3 separate regions of the Sus scrofa genome follow, and regions 1 and 3 are each linked to region 2. Evidence: chromatin contacts called from public Hi-C and HiChIP or PLAC-seq data. All regions are on one chromosome and are shown on one strand. Each heading gives the region's core, a stretch centred on a gene start, on an enhancer-like site or on the middle of the called end of the contact. The rest is flanking DNA. Distances are from core to core; before and after follow the strand shown.

Evidence for each region. Hi-C and Micro-C count contacts between places; a contact is called where the count stands out from the background. HiChIP or PLAC-seq counts read pairs in DNA pulled down with a chosen protein or histone mark.
Region 1: a Hi-C map of liver shows a contact between it and region 2, with 1.8 times the contacts expected there. The contact joins two enhancer-like sites. A contact is called at or near these places in 5 of 47 Hi-C or Micro-C datasets (liver, psoas muscle and skeletal muscle).
Region 3: an H3K27ac HiChIP or PLAC-seq map of skeletal muscle shows a contact between it and region 2. The contact joins the promoter of NFIB here to the enhancer-like site in region 2. A contact is called at or near these places in 1 of 5 promoter capture datasets (liver), 11 of 47 Hi-C or Micro-C datasets (alveolar macrophages, embryonic fibroblasts, epiblast stem cells and 5 more) and 1 of 2 datasets of contacts at active chromatin or transcription factors (skeletal muscle).

What each region holds. Positions count from the first base shown.
Region 1 is chr1:208,316,674-208,319,976 of Sscrofa11.1, forward strand. All of the region lies in intron 2 of NFIB (nuclear factor 1 B-type), which reads left to right. Among named protein-coding and RNA genes, the nearest start is that of NFIB, 140 kb to the left of the region's middle. Within about 2 kb of position 1,533, at least 5 of the 83 cell types and tissues checked have an H3K27ac peak or open chromatin away from gene starts, as enhancers often do. A contact at or near this core is called in liver, where this site is marked.
Region 2 is chr1:208,245,352-208,249,072 of Sscrofa11.1, forward strand. The region is part of intron 2 of NFIB (nuclear factor 1 B-type); the gene reads left to right. Among named protein-coding and RNA genes, the nearest start is that of NFIB, 65 kb to the left of the region's middle. Within about 2 kb of position 1,265, at least 35 of the 83 cell types and tissues checked have an H3K27ac peak or open chromatin away from gene starts, as enhancers often do. A contact at or near this core is called in liver and skeletal muscle, where this site is marked.
Region 3 is chr1:208,180,624-208,184,035 of Sscrofa11.1, forward strand. NFIB (nuclear factor 1 B-type) reads left to right here and starts at 1,774. Exons shown (of 12, transcript XM_021063648.1): 1 at 1,774-2,962. The coding sequence starts at 2,933. It overlaps LOC100514506 (a long non-coding RNA gene), which reads right to left and starts at 906. Exons shown (of 4, transcript XR_002335940.1): 1 at 1-906.

The DNA of each region.
Region 1 (3,303 bases), core at 283-2,782, 72 kb after region 2:
CTTTTTCAGATTCTTTTCCATTATAGGTTATTACAAAATTTTGAATATAGTTCCCTGTGCTATTCAGTAGGTCCTTGTTGTTTATCTACTTTATGTACAGTAGTGTATGTCTGTTAATTCCCCCCCACACTCTGCTTTCTTCCCGTTTGGTTAACCACACATTTGTTTTCTGTATCTGTGAGTCTATGTCTGTTTTGTAAGTAAGTTTATTTGTATCATTTTTGAAAGACGTTTCTGCACAGAAGGGGCGTGCCTAGTATTCTTTATGCACTTCCATGGTTTATAGACCAACTGTTTTCTATTTATTTGGCTTAACCAAATTTAAAACCACCGTACCAAAGATCAGGGCTGTAAGGTTAAGCAGAGCAGTAACCCTGACTTTATATAGTTTAGAATCTAATAGGAAGGACCTCAACATGGAGGGCTTTAGGGAGGAAAAAAAGGTGGATACCATGTACAAAGGCTCAGGGCCAACAAGTAGAAGTGACTCACATGAAACTGAAAGGTTCAGGGGCTGCAGTATGACCCAGGTGTTGGTAGGGGCTAGATCCAAGTGCCTTGAATGGTATCCTAAAAGTTTTGGCGTTTTTTTCTGTGTATTGGGATTAAATGTAAGAATTTTAGCAGGGAAACAGCTTTATCAGTTTTAGCTTTTCAAGATATCATATTGGTAGTAGAGAGGAATATGTACTAGGAAGATATGAGATGTGTTCATTTTTCAAGACCCTGTTTCTAAGGTCACCTCCCTCTGAAATCTTTTATGATATGCCCTTGGCCATCCTTCATAGGAAGAACTAATGATTTCCTCTTGATATATACTTATTTATAACACCTATCCCAGTTTATTTTTTTTAAATTTTTACATTTCTGTCTGAGCAACCTCTGAGCTTCTAAAAGGCATGAATGAAATGTATATTCTTCTTTAAACAACATTTTAAAGGTCATTATTGTAAATTAAATGTAAATTTAACACACATTTATGGAGAAGCTATTATGTTCCAAACATCAGTAACTGGAGTACAGAAGGTGCTCCATAAATCTTGTTGATTCTCATTTAATTGATGTTTACATAAATGACCTTCAAAAAATCTCTCACAGTTGTGATGATTCAACCATATCAAATAATTGCATTCATCCTCCTCTGCCCTCCCCACACCTAAGAAAGTTGGTAACAAGCATTTAACAGGTCATTATTTATTTTTTATCTTATGTATTTAACAAACATTTTATTGGACTTCCACCAGATTATTAGTAAAACATTAGAATTTCCTTTGTTTAGCAAAGAGAACCCAAACTAAATTTGTTTAGAGTTGGCCTCTTTTTAAAGAATCCATTAGTGCTGAGACTTCAATGATAATAATTTCCAACTTCAGTTAGAAAGAATAGCTAAAGGGTTTTTATATTTCTGAAGAAGGTTTTGAACATATTGGTAAATGGTGGGAAGGAGAAGGGAGATGAGGGGGAGGTGACATTCCCAGAACTTTTAATCTAGTGAAAGGACTTTGGGCTTTGCCTGATTTTAAGATTGCATCATAACCACTCAAGAGGCACTGTGTCTGAATGGGTGGCCCATGGAGCAAACACAGTTTTAACTGTTGCTGTGTAACTGTGGACAAGTCATTTAGATTACTTATGTATTCCAAGATCTTCCATAAAATTGGATCCTTAGAGAAACTTGGTCACTTCTTAGGTAAAGTTTAGATATTAGAAGAGCCATGAAAGATTGGCTACTTTTTAAGAAAGAGTATATGAAAGGATTGAAGAAAGGTTAATAAGGGTCATGTACGAATGAGAATCTTTTCTTATTCCTGAAGAACCTGAAACTTGGGGGAAGAGGAATTGTTTGAATTTAAAGTGCATGAATTTAGACATACCTTCCTTAACTATTCTTTTCCCTAGAAGAAATATAATGTTTAAGTCACGCTTTTAAAACACAAAGAATAGGTATTATAAAGTTCATAAGTATGTAATATGAAATGTATTTCATTTCTACTTTCTGTCCAGTCAAATCAGAAAGACAAAGAAATGTAGACGACATAGTCTGAGATCAAGGAAGAGAAAATAAACTGTGGAGGGAATGACAGAGGACTGGCTTAGTTCTGCTGCCTTCAAGACCCCTTTCCTTTGCTTTTTCTCTACCACATCAGAATCTTTCTAGACTCAAGATTCTGTTCTGGGCAGCTCACAATTCCTATTCTTACCACCCTCCTTCTTTGAAGACTTTGGTCTTCTAGAAGGTGATTTTCATCACATGGCTGGTATCTACTGCCTTTTGAGCATAACAGCTCCTTGAGAGACTTTAAATGACAGCAGTGCCTTTCCCTCTTTAGGGGAGAGTAAGACTAAAGCATTTACATAGGAATTTTCAGGAGGGTACATACTCAACCATCTTCAGTTGATTCACCACAGACCGTTTTAGGTGCTTACACTGGGATGGACAAATTTAGTCATATCCCCTTTTCCCCTTTCTTCCTGAGAGTTAGTCCATTAAAAATATTAGTCATGTTTTGAATGTGGCCTTTATGTTTAATAATAATCTTTCATTATTGTTGTGTAATATAGGTCTGATCAGTGCTTGATGCTTTGTATAATAAAATCTTTGAATAATTCTATAAGGTAGAAGTGTTACAGTTAAGATGAAGACTCCAAGCCTCGAGAGTTAAGTAATTTTGTACAAGATCAAACAGCTAGTGAGGGACAGACACAGGATTCACTGTAACATATGAAGTACACAGACACACAGCAGAAGACAGACAGACACTCACACACATACACACTCAGGACTTGAGGAAATGATGGAAGCAGTTAGATAAAACCTTTGGGTATAGAGTAATTTGACTTTTAGATGGTGAATTGGAAGGGTTTTAGATGTGGGCTTAGTAATTCTTTCTCTGAAGTTAACCACAGTAACAGTTCATGTTTGGTTTCTTTGCCAACTGTGACTCCCTAGTTACTTCCTTTTCCAGCAGTTGGAATTAACTGACCAATATAATGTGACATAAGAATTAAAAGGAGATTACAGTGTTAGAATTTACAGTCTAAAAAGTAAATGTTCTCTTGCATGCTCCCTGAGGGGGCCTCTTCTGTGTTTTGGGATCCAGTTTGTGCTATGGGAGGGCACAGGCATTGGAATATGAGGGCAGATCTGTCACTGTGTGCCGGTAAGTGCCAGATTATTTTAGAAAGTAGAATTATTATTATTAAAAGCAAGTGTGTGACTCAAATTTAAGATCTACTTCAGCTTTCCCTCAAATGCTTGTGGTTTTCTTTAGTAATTACATTTTTTCAATTGAAGAAATTTGT
Region 2 (3,721 bases), core at 15-2,514:
CCACTCCTCCTCCAACAAAGCTGATAGATGGAAAACTCTATCTGTAAACCTTAAGACACTTTGTATTTAAAATCTTCTTCTCAGTCACTTTGCTCAGAGTTTCCCCAAGGTAGTATTTAGTAAAAATGTAACAAGTAGTGAATAATAGAGAATTCATTTGCTCATTCATTCATCAAACATGTACTGTCTTTTATACTAATTGTGCAATTAATGGAATTATTACCTTCATTTTTCTTTCACATGTTAAAACTGAAGCAGCTTGTTTTCTCTTAATAATGTAAATGTTTAAAATTGTTATAATTCTTACCTTAGTGCATATTTTTCCTCAGTAGCTTTACTACTTTTATTTATTGACAGGAAAAAGAAAAGATGGAAAAAGCCACATATCATGACAAAATATAAAATCTCTGTATACTATTTTTAACTTTTAAGGTATTTTCAGGACTTAACATCTTTTAAAATGAATGTTTTTAAATGAATTCATCATAAATAGGTCTCTAAACACCCTAAGAAAGAAAGAATAAAGAGGATAATCAGCAATAAATCAAAGTGCTTAAAGCACTTGGGAAATTATTTCTAGACTTTGAAAGTGGTGTCCACAAGCTCCACCAGTCCTTTTACTATTCCCAACACTTAGATTTTCTCCTAAAGGAAGGAAAGGCTAAAAAGTAGACCTCATTTTTATTTCCCTGTCTTGGGTTTTGAGGAGTGAAATGATTTTTCTTACTGAGAGATAAGGGTAACCACAATTTTAAAAACTGGCTACCCCTTGGACACATGTACTCTTGCAAATCCTGTAGCAACTGAAAAATCTCCAGATAGATGTAAAAATTAATTCATGTCCTACTACCAGGCAGGGAATGTGGGCACATGTGGATAAAGCTGACTAAATCCCACAGAATTTATGCGGCTCGCCTATTAAACCTCAAATAATGTAATGGGAGTGAAAGCCAAGGCCCGTTTTCTCTTGCTTTCCTACCCAGCTGGTTATTTATAAAAGTTGGACCTGTTTGTTTTCCGCCCCAAGTGTGTCCCCTGTCCAGTGAGCCTGAGTCTTTCCTGGTCGTGGAGGGGACTCGGGTACCAGGATGCAGTGCAGGATCGGGTCACTGGAACTGACACACGGGGATGAGCAGGCTTTCCACAGGAGGCTCTAGGGGCCCCCCGGGGCTCTGGTGACAAGGCATAGCCCCTCGGTGTCTGTGTGACCTCTAACAGCTAAGTGCTGGCCTCAGCCTCCTGCACTCATCCCATTCGCAGGAACCTGAATGACTGGTTGGTCTGGTCCGAAGAAAATAGCACTGACATCATGTGATTCTGGCAAAGTAAACCACATTGGAACTTGGCCTTTGAATACCCAAGGGGCTGGCAGCAATCGCAGGGGTTGGCTGGGAGCCCCATTGAGTTCACTAGTAATCATTTGACTGCTGAGCTGGACAAGCTGCCCTAGTTTTTCTGACAAGCTCTGTCTAAAAGAATGATGGGCAGTCTGCCATTAGGATTTTTGAGCAGAGTTGCTAAAGATTAACTCTTTAGCTACTGTATGTATATCTTGTCCTTTGTTCCACGTCGGAGCGTAATTAGGTAAAACTTCCATGAGAAGGTTCCAATTCCTCATTCAGTTACTGCACACGGAATTCCTGTCTTGCACAACAAACACCCATAGGCAAGAAAAAGCACTGTCGAACGTTTTATGTGTATGTTTCAAAAGAATGCCAGTGGATGAGTTTTCCTTAAAGTTTCTAGTTTGTTTTAGACAAAATGTTATCATTTTTAATTAAGCAAAATGTCATTTGCATCCTAACTGTCCCTTGGAAATAGATATTAGCTGAGGGAAGCCTTTGAAAAAAATAGGAACACTTAATATATTTTTTTATGATAGATGTATCAATGCATATACTTTCCAATAAAAACTTGATAATTCAGGGTATTCTAGAAGAAAGGAGGTAATGGCAGTCATTGTGTCCTACTCCAAAGAGGACATTTTTTTTGGGGGGGGGATAAATATGACAACGTGTTTACCTTCTTATCTTTCACTAAGAAAGGTGATGCCTTGGAAACTTTTATTCCTTTTCCCGCAAAGTTAATTAAAGTACCACTGATAGAGTTAAATGGGTTGATCAAATAATTCTGTATGCTGTTGCTCCTGGTGATGAACTCAAGGTGTTTCATCTTGCTTTATACTGGAATTTTCCTAAGGCACGCTCCCTTTCCTGCAGATAGCTGTGACAGTCTCGGCTGGCCACCACAGTTCCATGACAGGGCTTCAACACTCTGTTGTACAATCAGATGACAGCAGTGGTGGTGCCGCAGTGAAAGTGCGAGGCCAGCGATGTGTTGAGAATCTTGGTTCATCCACATTTGGGAGTTTTAATGGCAAAAACTGAGGTTCTGGACTTCTTTCTTCTCTTGGGTCAAGGCTTTCATTCCCCACCCCACCCCTGTAAGAAAGCCCTATTTGAGGAATGGTATGATACCTCTGTTGTAATATATAAGAGATTTGTGACAACAGCCATCCAGGGACATTATTTTCTGTCCAAGAATTTGCCCCACACCTCTCATCTCCCTTCCCCCAGCACAGTAATCCCCCAAAGAATCATCCTCCAGGGCCGAGCTAAACCTTGAGAGGGACAGCCCCTTGAGTGCATAAAGGAGCATTTTAGTGAGTTTTTAATTTGGCTCATCCCCCTAAGACTTATCAAGAGAAGGTGAGATCGACTCACCTTTTGAATAATGGTTTACAAATTGCTGGAACTTTTGAGTGTTTTGTTCCTACTGGGTGTGGTTTGGGGGACAAGCCAGTGAAAATGCTCACAAGATTTTGGCATTCCTGTTGCTATTTCTGCATGGTCCAGGGATCTTGTTTGTCTAGCCCTTTATGTGGGGAAGGAATCACCACTGGCATCAGGCCCTCATTTATCCCACAAATGGGCTTGAGAGTGGTGAAGGAGTGGTCCAAGAGATGGGGGTTACCCATCCTCCTAACCCTCTTCTCTCTTTTCCCTCTTGCCTCCTCCTTTTTCCTTCTCCCTCTTCTCTGTTTCTCCCTCTGTCCTTCCCTTCTTTTCCTCTCCTTCATTTTTTAAATATTACGTGTCAGAGCATCACACTCTGACATACTCTGACATCATATTCATACATATTGGAGCATCTACTATCTCCAGGCAGTGCACAGTGATGAACAGAAGCAGTGCTGGTACAGGACTTAGGGCGTTCCTAGCATAGTGGGAGACAAAGATGTCTCATCAGTTGACCACAAAAATAAACACAGAATGAATAATTATGTTCAAGAATTTGATGAAGAGGCAGATGATGGTAGAAGGAAATAAAACAAGAGGACCTTATTAAATACCAATGAAATTTCCAGGTAATACCATTTCTTAGTACTACTTAAAAAAAACAGGAAGTTAGGTCTGAAGTTGACTCTCAACTCCATAACTTACTATTTAAACTTGATCCATTGGAGTTCCTGACGTGGCTCAGTGGTTAACGAATCCAACTAGGAACCATGAGGTTTCGGGTTCGATCCCTGGCCTTGCTCAGTGGGTTGACGATCCGGCATTGCTGTGAGCTGTGGTGTAGGTTGCAGATGCGGCTTGGATCCTCGTTGCTGTGGCTCTGGCGTAGGCCAGTGGCTACAGCTCTGATTCAACCCCTAGCCTGGGAACCTCCATATGCCAACGGGAGCGGCCCAAGAAATGGCAAAAAGACAAAAATAAAT
Region 3 (3,412 bases), core at 524-3,023, 64 kb before region 2:
GTTAACTCCGGGGGAGTTCTCTAAATTTCCCCGACTTTACCTGTCTTCCCAGATTCAATGCCCGCCCCCCGCTCCCCGGCCTCCTCAACTCCCCCTCCTTCCCCAGCGCCTTTTTTCTTAGGGCTCTTGGTTTACGGGGGCTGCAGCTGGTAGACTTGGCAGGCTTGCCTCATTAAGAGCGCTCTTTGAAAACGGACTGTGTTTGAGCATTTCCCTAATGAGGACAGGACGGGGTTAAAAAGTGACCATTTCATGGTTGACTTGAACCTGCCTACTTTTCTTGATGTGTCGTTGTGAAATGCTTGATGTGGATAACTCCCACTTGGTGATGGAAAAAGTCACTGGTTCCTTCAGGTCGGCTGTGGGGGTGGGGAGTGAAGGGGAGGAGGCGGTGGGCAGGAACCGGAGAGACTGAGAGAGGAGAAAGTTGAGGGAAAAAAAATCGAGGTAAGGGAAGCGGGGAAAAGAGGAAAGAAGAATCAGAGGAGAGCCTCGAAACAGCCCCAGAACACAGCCGGAGGCGGGGGAGGCCCCGCCCCGGGGCTAGGTTGTCAGGTCCCATTCGCAGCCCCGGGCTAGGTAGACACGGAGCCCCTGGCACTCACTTTTCCTCTACCCATTGTCTGCCCAGCCTTTGCATCCACCTCTTCCCCACCCACCCCGAGCCGAAAACCGGAATGTGGGGGGTGGGGTGTGTATGTGAGTGAGCGAGTGAGTGTGTGTGTGTGTGCGCGCGTATGTATGCGCGCGCGCAGAAAGAGTGCAAGACAAACCGCCGGCCTCCAAACCTCCGAAATCAAGTTCATTCACACGGGGCCCGCCGCTCTGAGCGGGGTGGGGGCAGGGCCCCGCGCGGGAGCAAGGCGGGCACTGCCGCCTCTGCAGGGCTTGTAGCGGCACACGCACCCGGCTCGCGCGCGTGCGCGCGCCCGGCCGCCCCGCAGCCCCGGGTGCGCCGCGGCCCCGCCCTGCCTGCACCCTAGCTGGGCGGGAGCCGCTTTCCGCCGGCGCCCCGGGCCGCGGGGAGGTGGGGATTGGGAGAGAGCCAAAGGGGCTGCAGGAGGAGTGCTGAGCGGGTTGCAGGAGGAGGAGGAGGCGGGAGCTGGAGGCAGCGGTGGCGGCAGTTCGGACCAGTCCTCCCGCTCCGAGCGAGGCCACGTGCACCAGGCACCCCCCCAGGGAGGGCGGCAAACCACGGCGAGGCGCGCTGCTTCTGCGGAGCTGCTCGGGGGCGCGGGCCTGCGCTGGGGAGACCCCCGAGGGCCCCGCCCCCAACCATGCCGGCGCGCCCCAACTACTTGAGCCCAAGTTCACTCAGGCCCCCGCCTCCCCGACCTCCCCCTCCTCCCTTTAGCCAGCGGGCTTGGCATACCGCGCCCGCCCGGGGTGCGAGAGTCGGCGCCCCAGCCCGGGCCCCGGGGCGGCCAGGGTGTGAGGGAATTTTCCATTCGTTCCTTTCTCGGGCCCAGTCCGGCTCAGTGTTTCTTCCACTTGGAGGTTCCCGCGGCTTAAAGAGTGCGCAGCGAGCACCGAAATAGCTCTTCCAGGGCGGGTTTTCGGGGGTGTGTACGTATGGTGGTGGTGGGGTGCGGGACTTATTCGTCCAAAGGGCGAAAGAAAATCTATTAAAAGAGAAAAAAAAAAGTGGTTCTGTTGAACTGGAATGAGACCTTAAACGAGAGAGGGGGGGGGAGGGAGAGAGAGAGAGAGAGAGAGAGAGAGAGAGAGAGAGAGAGAAGCTAGTGGAGGAGGAGGAGGAAGGTGGGGGGCGGGGGGTGTGGAGAGGCTGGTGCAAAAGGAATGCGCGTTTGCAGGAGGAGGAGTAAAGCGATGATTGTGTAATTAAATAATAAAACAATCCTTAAGTCTGATTTGGAGAGAGCTCGAGCGGGGTCCAGAGGGTGGAACCGGTGAATTTTTCAACTTCCAAGTTTTGCAACGAAAGAAAGCGAGAGAGGGAGGGGAAAAAAGAGCCCAGAGCAGAAAAGAGAGGAGTTTGCAGCCGAACGGGAGAGCGGGATTTATCGTTTGGGATTTTTCAGGAGCGCGTTCCGATCCCCCTGGGCTCTGGGCAGCGGCAGCAGCAGCAGCCTCCTCGCTCAGCCGGGTCAGACGCGGGGCGAGGCGGGCGGGCCGGCGGGCGGGCGTGGAGGAGCCTGCGCGGGCGGCTGCAGCCGGGGACCGCGCGCCGCGAGCTTCTTCCGCTCGGGAGACCTGCGCTCGCGCCCCCTCCCTCACCCCGGCCTCTCCAGGCTCCCCCACCCCACCCCGCCCCCACCCAGGCCCTCTCCCGCGCGCGCCCCGCCACCCGCGCGCACTCGCTCACGCTCCCCCTCGCGCACACACATGGTCGGCTCGCGGCAAAGTTTCGCCTGCGATCACCACTCCGGGATCCTGCCGCAGTGCTCCGGGCTGTAACCTTGAACTTTCCCAGCGCGGTGACACATTCTCCTCGCTCTCCCTCCCGCCCTCTCTCCTGCGCCCCCCTCCCCGCCTTTTTTAAAAAAGCATTTCACCACCACCTACTACCCCAATCCAACCCACACCGAACCTTCGTGCACCCCCTAGCCCCCAACAACAACAACAACTGCAAAACAGAAAACAAATCCCCAAACCCGGGCGAAAAGCAGCCAACACCGGCGGCGGCGGCGGCGGCGGCCTCGGCGAGCACGGCCAGCGCGCTCGGACTGCAGGAGGGTTAAAAGTGTAGATTGGATTTCAACCCGGGAAATCTAGCACGCCGAGTGAACTTGAATCTTTGGCTATTTAAGGAGGACTGGGTTTGTTGTGAAGTTGCGGTGATCCAGCGCAGAGCCCGGTCCTGATTGATCGCATCGCGAGGCTCAGATGACTGTAAAATGAATAGATGAAATTCTTGCTTTTTGAAGATTTTCTTGGGCATCTCCGGGAAAGTGCGTTTTAAGGCGAAGTCATGATGTATTCTCCCATCTGTCTCACTCAGGTACATGTCTCGGTCGCTCTCTCGAGCTTTCTCTCTAGCCCGAAATGCCTTTGTTTTGTTTTGTTGCTATCGTCTGCGGACAATTAATGGCTCTAGTTGATCTCCGCACACCCCGGTCCCCCGCAGAAGAAACAGCCGGGAGTTGCGGTGGGGTTTGCAGGGCGGCGTGGGACTCAGCGCACGGTCCCTCGCCCACGGTCACCGCGCGTGCCCATCCCGGCGCCCTGGGCACTGAGAGCAGACGACTGCGAGCTGCCAGGGCGGTTGGGCCGGGTGAGGCCGCCGGGGGTGGGCAGGGCCCAGGCCGGCGAGCGCTCGCCCCCTGCGGCCCCCCGAGTGCCTGCTGCGCCCCTGCCCAGGGTGCCCGATGCCCTTCTCGGTCACTTGCGCGCCGAGACGGACTCTGGCTTTAGAGGAACTTTAGAGGGACACTGAGCTCTCAAAAACAAC